Linked DNA regions of Mus musculus: region 2 is linked to region 1. Evidence: chromatin contacts called from public Micro-C data. All regions are on one chromosome and are shown on one strand. Each heading gives the region's core, a stretch centred on a gene start, on an enhancer-like site or on the middle of the called end of the contact. The rest is flanking DNA. Distances are from core to core; before and after follow the strand shown. Region 1 holds the start of Gdpd1 (glycerophosphodiester phosphodiesterase domain containing 1). Region 2 holds the start of Ppm1e (protein phosphatase 1E (PP2C domain containing)).

Region 1 (4,509 bases), core at 1,357-3,856:
CACTCAGGAACACCTTAAATTCAAGTCTGTTCTGTTTAGAGCCAGCCTGAGCTACACAGCAAGTAAGAATACTTTCAAAACAAACAAACAAAAAAACCCAACAAACAAAAAACAGACAAGAAAACCCAAACAACCAAACCAAACCACACAAACAAACAAACACCCCAACAATAAAAATGGTAAGGGCTGGGGGCTGGTGAGATTGCTCAGTGGTTAAGAGCACTGACTGCTCTTCCAAAGGTCCTGAGTTCAAATCCCAGCAACCACATGGTGGCTCACAACCATCTGCAATGAGATCTGATGCCCTCTTCTGGTGTGTCTGAAGACAGCTAAAGTGTACTTACATATAACAATAAATAAATCTTTAAAAAAATAAAATGTTAAGGGCTGGGCTGGATAGATAGCATAGTGAATCATTTGGTTCAGAACCCCAGAACCTGTGCAGGAGCTAGAAGTAGTAGAACCAGAATCTGGTTTGTAATCCCAGCGCCCCTCCTGGCAGATGGGAGGTCAGACAGGAGAATCCCCAACTCCCACACTCGAGCTTACTGGTGAATCCAGCCTCGAATAACAAAAGACTTCATTTCAAACACAGTGAAACATAAGGACCAACATGCGATACTGTCCTCCAACCTCTACACATGCTCTGGAACATGTATGTGCCTACACTCACAGGCAAACACGCCATACGCCTATACACAGACATATTAATCACCAGGAGCTGGGCATGGTGGTCCAAGTCTTTATTCCCAGCACTTGGGAGGCAGAGGCAGGTAGGTCTCTGAATTTTAGGCTAGCCTGGTCTACTGATTGAGTCCTAGGACAGTCAGGGCCACAGAGAAAGAAAACCAAACAAAAAGTGGGAAACTGTGTTTAACTGATAAAACTGTACAAAAGAATGATAATGTATTTATTTCTATGACATATTTGTCATAATAGAAGTCATGGTCCCAGGATAGTTGTCCCAGCACTGGGAAAGTGGGGGCAGAATGCACAACCAGCCTGGTCTATATAGTGATTTGCAGACTAGCCAGCACGCCATAGCAAGACCCCATCTTTGAAAAATCTAAAACCAAAAATCATTACGGTACTCCATCAAATTTTAAACTATAGAGTTTACCATTGTATGATACATTTCAGGCAATTTTAACCCGGTGCTATATTCACCCTAAAGAAAAGTTTAAAGTGACCGAAAATTTTCATAATTTATACCTTAAGATTGAAATGTCCTGGGCTGGTGAGATGGCTCAGTGGGTAAGAGCACCCGACTGCTCTTCCGAAGGTCCAGAGTTCAAATCCCAGCAACCACATGGTGGCTCACAACCATCTGTAAAGAGATCTGATTCCCTCTTCTGGAGTGTCTGAAGACAGCTACAGTGTACTTACATATAATAAATAAATAAATCTTTAAAAAAAAAATTAAAACTATTACTTATAAAAAAAAAAAAATTGAAATGTCCTGAAGCCACATTATTGAACAGCAGTGAAGAAGCAAAGATGTGGCCTGTTATAGTAAATTAGAAGGCGGAGCGGACTCGCTTCAACCCTTATATACTTGATATTGTATAAAAGCAATATACTTTTGCAAGAGAAACATCTTTAAAAAAATACTGACTGATCATAAGCTAAATATTTTAGTCTTTTAGAAGCCCACCAACCATTGCTGGGGTAATGTTCAAAAATCAAAGTAAAACAACAACCCAGGTGCTAGGTTTTGGAATCCTTAGAACCAGAACTCTCCAAGTTGCTTGTGCCACTTCAGTCCACACTCTGTGACCTTGGAAAATGTCCCTGGTTTGGAGACATTTCTCTCCAGAGCTCAATTACAAACGCGTGGAGCGTGGCATCGCAGACTCCTCAGCTCTCGCTCCAGGTACTCGCAGATCCTCAGCTCTGCCGGAGCCCAAGCTCTTCCCCACGGACTCAGCCACCAGCCTATTCCAAGCAGTCTGTCCGTTCCTACTTCCCCCTGCGGGTGTCTCCTGGATCTGCACCGGCTTTGTGCCAGGCTGCCAAGAAGGGACCTCCCGATCATCCCTCCATCGGCCGAGGAACGCCCCACTTCTGTCTCTCATCCTGCGCTTCTCCTCCTCACAGAAGCCCTGTCACCCTAGCTCCCCAGAGACGCCCACCAGGACTGGGACACGAGACCCCTTTCCTTCCCTCCCCTCCGGACCACTCATCTGAGGAAGCCCTCCAGTTCCAGGAGCCCATTCTTCGTCAGCCTCTCCAGAATCCCCATCCTCTACCTCCTGCTAGGAAGCCTCCCCCATCCCCGCCATCGGGTTCTGGGGACCCCTCTCACCTCCGCGGTGAGAGATGTGCCTACTGAGGAATCGCTGTTTCTTTCTCTGGTGCAGCAACGCTGGGTATTTAAGCAACAAGAACGAGGTGACCAAATATCCCCCCAGAGTAGAGAGAAGGCAAAAAGCCGCGGTGGACGACATCCTCGGTCACCGCCTTCTGGGCCTGAGACCCCGACTGTGCTGTGATGGTAGCAACGGCCGCAGCGCCGGCAGCTGCTCGAGGTCTGCTCGCCCTCAGCCGGTGCCCTCGGCGTAGCGCACTTGTTCGTGCGGACTCAGCACGCAGGCGCAGCCCGACCCCAGCGCCCGAGCAACAAAGGGGCTCAGATACGCAGGCGCGCTACGGCGCGGAGCGTTGGGCGTCTGGCAGCTGTGGTCCCACGCGCAGGTGCTTCGAAGAAGACCCCGAGGCAAGAGGTTGGAAACTTGCCAGTGGTTTTATTTGTTTGGATTTGTTTGGGCAGTCCCTAAGCCGAAAACGCTCTCAAGCCAGGATAGCCTTCGGGGAAAATCTGACGTAACTGGGAAATGTGCATCAAAGGAGGATTCCAGGCCAGGTCCTAGTCCTTTCTGTGGGAAAAGCGAAGAATTGTTACTGATACCTCGAACTCGTAGCCTAGTTGGTTAGATCGTACGGGATTCAAGCCCCAGTACAAAATAAACATGAATAAAGAAACTGACCACTAAGTCCTTTCCTATAAAGACTGGCAACTAACTTTTCCATTTTTCTTTTTCATCTCCTACCTTACAAACTAGAAATACAGTAGGAACCACGTTTTATGGGGGCAGGGTCTTGGTTTTGTGAGATAGGATCTACTTAGCCCAGTCCGGGCTTGAATTCACTATATACCAGAGGATAGAGTCTTCGACTTCAGGTTCTTCTACCTCAGCCTCCAGAGTGTTGGGATGGTAGGCAAGCCCAGCTGTGGATCGTATTTTATGCAAAGTAATTAGCCACAAAGGCTGTGGCTGTGGCTCAGTTGTAAAGCACTTTCCAAGCACATTCAAGGTTTGGATTTGTTTATTGAGACAGGGTGTCTCACTGTGTTGACTGTGTGCTGGCCTCTTGATTCACAGAGACCAGTTTGCCTCTGCCTTCTAAGTATTGGGATTCTTTTCTTTCCCTTTTCTCCTCTCTCCCTTCCTCTCTCCGTTCTCTCTCCCTCCCTTCCTGTCTCCTCCCCCCCGGCCCCCCCCCCCCTTAGAGACTGGGTCTCACTATGTACCGAGGCTGATCTGGAACTCGCTATGACAATAGGGCTAGAGATCCACTTGCGTCTGCCTTCCCTTAAGGCCAGGGGTTTGAGTCCCAGGACAATTGCAACAACAGGCAGACTCACAGTATTGAGCTCCGGCTGGCTTCAAACTCCTAAGGGTGAAGCAGTCTTTTGGTTTCATCCAGCTCATTAGCTGGAACTGCAGGCAAGGGTTGCTGCACCCGATCCTATCTCGTTTATTTATTTTTTATGCATTTACTTATTTCCTGTGTAGTGTATGTGTGTGCACGTGTAAAGGCAGAGGACAACCTAAGGAGACCTAAGGTGGCAGCTCCTTTTCCCACTAAGCCATCTTGCTGGGTCAAGTGGCAGCTTTTGGAAAGGTGGTAAACACTCTATTTCACAAACATTGGGACTAAAATATCTAATCCTGTCAGGACACTATTTTAAATGTATCTGGGAAAATAGGATCAATTACAATACACTACATTGGGTCTCAACTTATTTTGCACTTATCTAATTGATAGCATAATCACAATTGGTGATTGTCATATGCTGGGGAAAGTTACTATAGATTGGTGAGATTTAGCAAATTATTTCATAGAATAGGTATTTAATTAAAGAACATTTAAGTCAGGCCTGAGGGTACAGGTCTGTAATCCCAGCAACTCTGGAGGTTGAGGCAGTAGGATTGTAAAATCTAGGTCTGCCTGGGTTACAGAATGAATTCAAGCTAGTTACTGTTTTCAAATATTAAGAACAAACAAGAGTGGGGATGTAACTCAGTGGTATACTTGAGATCTGAGTTCAATGCCTAGTGCTCAAAGTTTCTTTGTTAGCACACATCTGTAATACTAAGGCTGAGGAAGGAGTATTGAGTCTTAGGCCAGAGGCTGGAAAGATGGCTCAACCAGTTAAAAGCACTTTTTTCTTTTCTTTTTTTTAAATGTGTAGCAGCCCAGGCTCAAACTTGTGATCCTCCTGCC
Region 2 (4,509 bases), core at 1,209-3,708, 280 kb after region 1:
ACGCCCGGCTTTTATCTGGTGTTTTTTTTTGGAATAAAATAAAAACTAAAAATGTCATTACACATTTTGAAACATTTTTTTCATTTTGAAACTTTTACACCCACTAAAAACCTTAAAGATACATCACATAAACGAGCCAGCCATTTTATCTCGACTAGCATCAGAATAAAATACAGTACAAAGTCTGATATTATGTGAAGTCAGAGTATAAGTGTCCAATTTAAGGGGAAATAATATTTTCTAGCTGTAATTTTGCTAGTTTTAACTCAAACACAAACTTCTGTGCTTCATTGGCAATCACCTTCTCATCGTAATCATTTTTCTAATTGATATGTACATTTTGATTAATCTTGTTTCCTTATCACATTAAAAATAAAAAAACACCCACATCTTACCATTTCATTCTGTGCATCTCAGTTTTAAAAGCCTTGAAATGTTCAGACTGTACTACATTAATGGCAGTATGGGAGCGTCCCTAATCCTTAAATTGTTCTGGGAGCATATGTGTAAGGGTAAAAACTGTCCAGATAGTACTAGTCTGAGATAAATCCCTTCACTTTGGTAAATACTTCCACTATATTTAAGTGTCTGAATCATGTAATTTTTTTAAAATGGCATTCTGTAGGTCCTTTTCTGTGATAGTTAAAAAAAAAAAAAAAGAAATACTCAACCATTAATGCTGTTTATCCCCAGGTGGTGGTATTACACGCCATTTTATTTTTGCATTTCCCCAAAACACACAATTCCCCTGGTAATTGAACAGTATTTTAAAATTAATTACTGGATGGTTTATAAAGTGTGGCATCCGCACAGTCCAATTCTACAGATCTGCTCAGTGGCTTTTCCCTTTGACAGGCTGCTGCTTTTAACAGGAGAATGGTTTGATCAGTTGTCTATGAGGTCTGATGAAGACAAAATAGCTTTCTTTTCTAGCCCCCTCCAGGCTTTGGAGAAATCCAGGAAGTGGGTTTGAACTTAGCCGCAGTGAATCTTGCGATAGTAAACTTTTGGGGTGGTCAGAGTAACACCTTTCATTACAACTATTAGCTGAATGGCAAAAGACTCTCGGGTTTCCCAGTGTTTGCAGAGGCATTATTTCAGAACAATTCCATTTGGAAAGAAACGCGATTGTAAACCGTTTCTATTTCAAGCCCATAAAAAGCAGAACTCGGATGAAAGGCAAAGCCTTGACCTTTCTATTTTAGACTTGCATCTGGGTAGCTAAGCCATCTGCTTTTCTCCCACCTCCCACCCCATCTACTTAATGGACTGAAAATACTGCACTTAATTGCAATTTTATCCAACCAGGCTGACTTTTCTGACTTACGACCTCGTCTTTTCACCTAACGGCTTGCTCGGTAGGGTTTTACTTACCCTTCCTTCCCAATTCCTCCCTACCGCTCTCAATTATATGCTGTCAAATGTCTGCAAAGTATGATACTAGGCTCTCACGTAAGAAAGCCATCTATAGAGCCTTTTCATTTCAACAGTGAGCGCCTGACGGAAAATCTAGGGGTCTGGGCTCCTCTGGGCACCGACGGTATTAGCTTTGTTGCGGTTATGTAGAAAGGCACCTCTTACTGCCTGTAAAGGAGTCGCGCGTCCCCACCGCCCAACAAGGAACGCAGCCCGGGAAAGGACAGACAGACGAAGGTGGGAGGAAACCCCGGGAAGAAAGGCGCAGGGAAGAATGGGGAGCCCAAGACGGGAGGGAAGACCTTGGCAGGAAGGTTCTGGAGGAAGGTGTGCGAAGTGGCCGAGAAGCTGGCCGAGAGGGCCAGCGAAGAGGGGCCGGGGGCAGGCGGGGGGGACCCCGCCCGGGTGCCCCGCGGGGACATGGGTAGCGGGGACGGGAACCCAGGCCGGCACCCCGGGGATGGCGGCCCACCCGCGGCCGAGCCCCGCTACTTAACTATTTGTAGAGCTGCTGCAGGCACAGGTCCAGGCTCTCGCCCTCCACCTCCTCTCGGGTGATGCGCTCCGACAGCGGCCGTGGGAGCGGGGGCAGCGGTGGCAGCTGGGGCTGCGGCGGTGGCGGCACGGCCGAGTGCCCCGGGGCAGCCGCTTCCTCCTCTTCCTCCTCCTCGCCCTCCGTCGCCGTCTCCTCCTCCACCGCCTCGTCTTCGGGCTCGGGGTCTTGGTCCTGCTCCCCCTCCTCGGTCGCCTCTACCGTCGCAGCGTCCTCCCCCGGTTCCTCCCCCGAAGCCTCGGCCGCCTCAGCCGCGACTAGCTCGGCTTCGGGCTCGGGCTCGGGCTCGGATTCGGGTTCGGGCTCTGGCTCGCCGCCACCGCACGGTCCGCGGAACTCGCCCAGGAACAGCTCCAGGAAGCGCCGGTAAGTTTTCTCCTCAGGGATGCAGCCCGCCATCGTTGCTCATGCCCCGAGGTCCACCGGGAAGGGGGTGGGAGGTGAGCCCAGGAGGAGGAGGGGGCTGCTTCGGAGCCTCGCCTCCCGCTACGGAGGGGGAACGGCCGCACGGGCACCGGCGATCAGCACTGGGTTGCCTGGAGAGGGCTCCCGCAGGCGTGCGCGCCACCGAGCTCGGACGTGCGCGGCCCGGGGGCGGGGGCGGAGCGCGCCACCCCGCTCCGGTCTGGAGGGAAAGTTGGTGGCGGGCGCGCGCACAGGGTCCAGCGGCGGCCCACCCGCAATCCCTACCGAGAGCTCAGCCCACGCTGCCTAGAGACTGTCGCCATGGCAACCGGTTCTAATTAAGAATTCCAAGGTCCCTCCCGTCGAGTCTGTGGAGTGGTAAGGACGCTGGACTCCTGCACTCCAACTTCGAATGGTCTTTGTGGGGTGAAGACCCTAGTTTCATGATAAGCACTGAGACATCTCTGTTGGTTCCACCAGGAGTGTACTGACTTCAGTTTCCTTATCTGCTTGCCTTGCCGTAGTATATCTCTTGATCCGATGGCACGCAGTAAACACCTTTTACTAATGATATGTGTTGAAAAAGTAAAGGTCCAGGCACGAGCACCCAAAAAGGGTAGTTTCCTTTGTCTAGGTTCTTTCGTTTGATTCTATGTATCCTCCTTTCTCAAAAAGATGAACGTGAGAAATTAAACAGTAATTCGCTTGCTTAAAAGTCAAGACTTTCTAGCTGTGGCATTGGTGTTAGAGCCCCTTTCAAAGTCTCCAAAGCCTTTAGAATCTTTCCCCTTAACTCTGCTCTATGAAAATCTAGCTGTGCCTCGTATCTACACAATGTCTTATTTATATAGGGCTTTGCAGTTTACACGTGTTCGTCTCTAATCCTCACAGCCTTTTAAGGCAAAGGTTATTACCGTTAGGATTCTGTTTTACAGATGAGGAAACAAGCCTTCAAAACAGTGACTTTGCTCAAGGTCAAAAGCAAGCGATGCAACAAGAATTCAATCCGAGATTGAAGTGGTAGATTTCACTTGTAAGTTTTCCATCACCCAAAAACCCCTGCTTAGTTTCTGTATAATGCATGTCATTATATTATATTATCCTACCATATAATCCGTATTTTGTCTATATTTTGTTTGTTCTTCCCCACCACCTCCTGTGTCTCTTCTTACTCCCTCCCCCAAGCTAGAACTGAAATGACTTTAAATTATTCTAATTTTCTTACCAAACTATAAACAAACCTATTATTTTCAGGCTTCATGGTGATGATGTTGGTGGTGGGTGCTTTGAAGATGCTGTGCTGTACAGCTGTATGGATGATAGCATCATTGCTGCATACTACCACGTCCACGGCAGCATGTAATTCAGCACAAACATAGTGATTTTTCCCCTCTGCTTTGAAAAAACATGTACTCACAAATTATCCACTCCATCTCTCCATTTATTGTTTCTGGGTTTCAGCTGGATTTAGGATCAGAAATACCATTTCCAGTCAGTTATTAATGACAGAAGAGGGTGCGTTCTCACCAACTGTTTTCCTATAATGCTGTATTTTTAAATCCCTGACCCGATACTGTTATTTTAAGATTAAGTGGGTTGAACTTACTAATGGTATCATGTAAAATAGAGTTCTATGCTCTCTCCTAGGTCAAGATTAAATAATACATGATAGAAAGTGTATAGTAAATAATGCACTTAGAATTTTTTCTATTTTTTTTCCTAAGATGAATGGAAAGACCAAACTAGTCTGTAGAAAGAAACTGCTCCATGGGATGCCAAGAAAGCCCTCAAAGTCATTTGTTTTCGACCTACTTGCTTACTGCCATTTCAGAAAAACTAGAGAAGAGCTGGGGTGCTGGCACAACCCTTAATCCCAGTACTCTGGAGGCAGAGACCAGTGGTGCTCTGAGTCCTAGGTCAGCCTGGACTGTCAAGTCCTAGGTCATCCAAGGCTATGTAGTAAGACCTTTAATAATAATAATAATAATAATAATAATAATAATAATAATAATAATGGAGTGACAACTTTCTAGGCTGCAGCAACTTTAAACGCCAATTTTACATTCCAACAAACTCTTACTATCCCCAATTTTAACACAGTGACATTTTAGTTCAGGAGTGCATAGCTGTCAATG

Evidence for each region. A called contact is a pair of places that touch in the nucleus more often than the background predicts.
Region 2: a contact with region 1 is called in a Micro-C map of embryonic stem cells, with 2.0 times the contacts expected there. The contact joins the promoter of Ppm1e here to the promoter of Gdpd1 in region 1. A contact is called at or near these places in 1 of 39 promoter capture datasets (neural stem cells), 1 of 484 Hi-C or Micro-C datasets (embryonic stem cells) and 2 of 115 datasets of contacts at active chromatin or transcription factors (bone marrow-derived macrophages and pancreatic cancer cells).

Annotation. Positions count from the first base shown.
Region 1 is chr11:87,071,531-87,076,039 of GRCm38.p6, forward strand. Gdpd1 (glycerophosphodiester phosphodiesterase domain containing 1) reads right to left here and starts at 2,607. Exons shown (of 10, transcript NM_025638.2): 1 at 2,306-2,607. The coding sequence starts at 2,447.
Region 2 is chr11:87,356,536-87,361,044 of GRCm38.p6, forward strand. It overlaps Ppm1e (protein phosphatase 1E (PP2C domain containing)), which reads right to left and starts at 2,459. Exons shown (of 7, transcript NM_177167.4): 1 at 1,914-2,459. The coding sequence starts at 2,368. Gm33937 (a long non-coding RNA gene) reads left to right here and starts at 994. Exons shown (of 5, transcript XR_003949755.1): 1 at 994-1,358; 2 at 1,491-2,335; 3 at 3,310-3,407; 4 at 3,629-3,733; 5 at 4,099-4,509.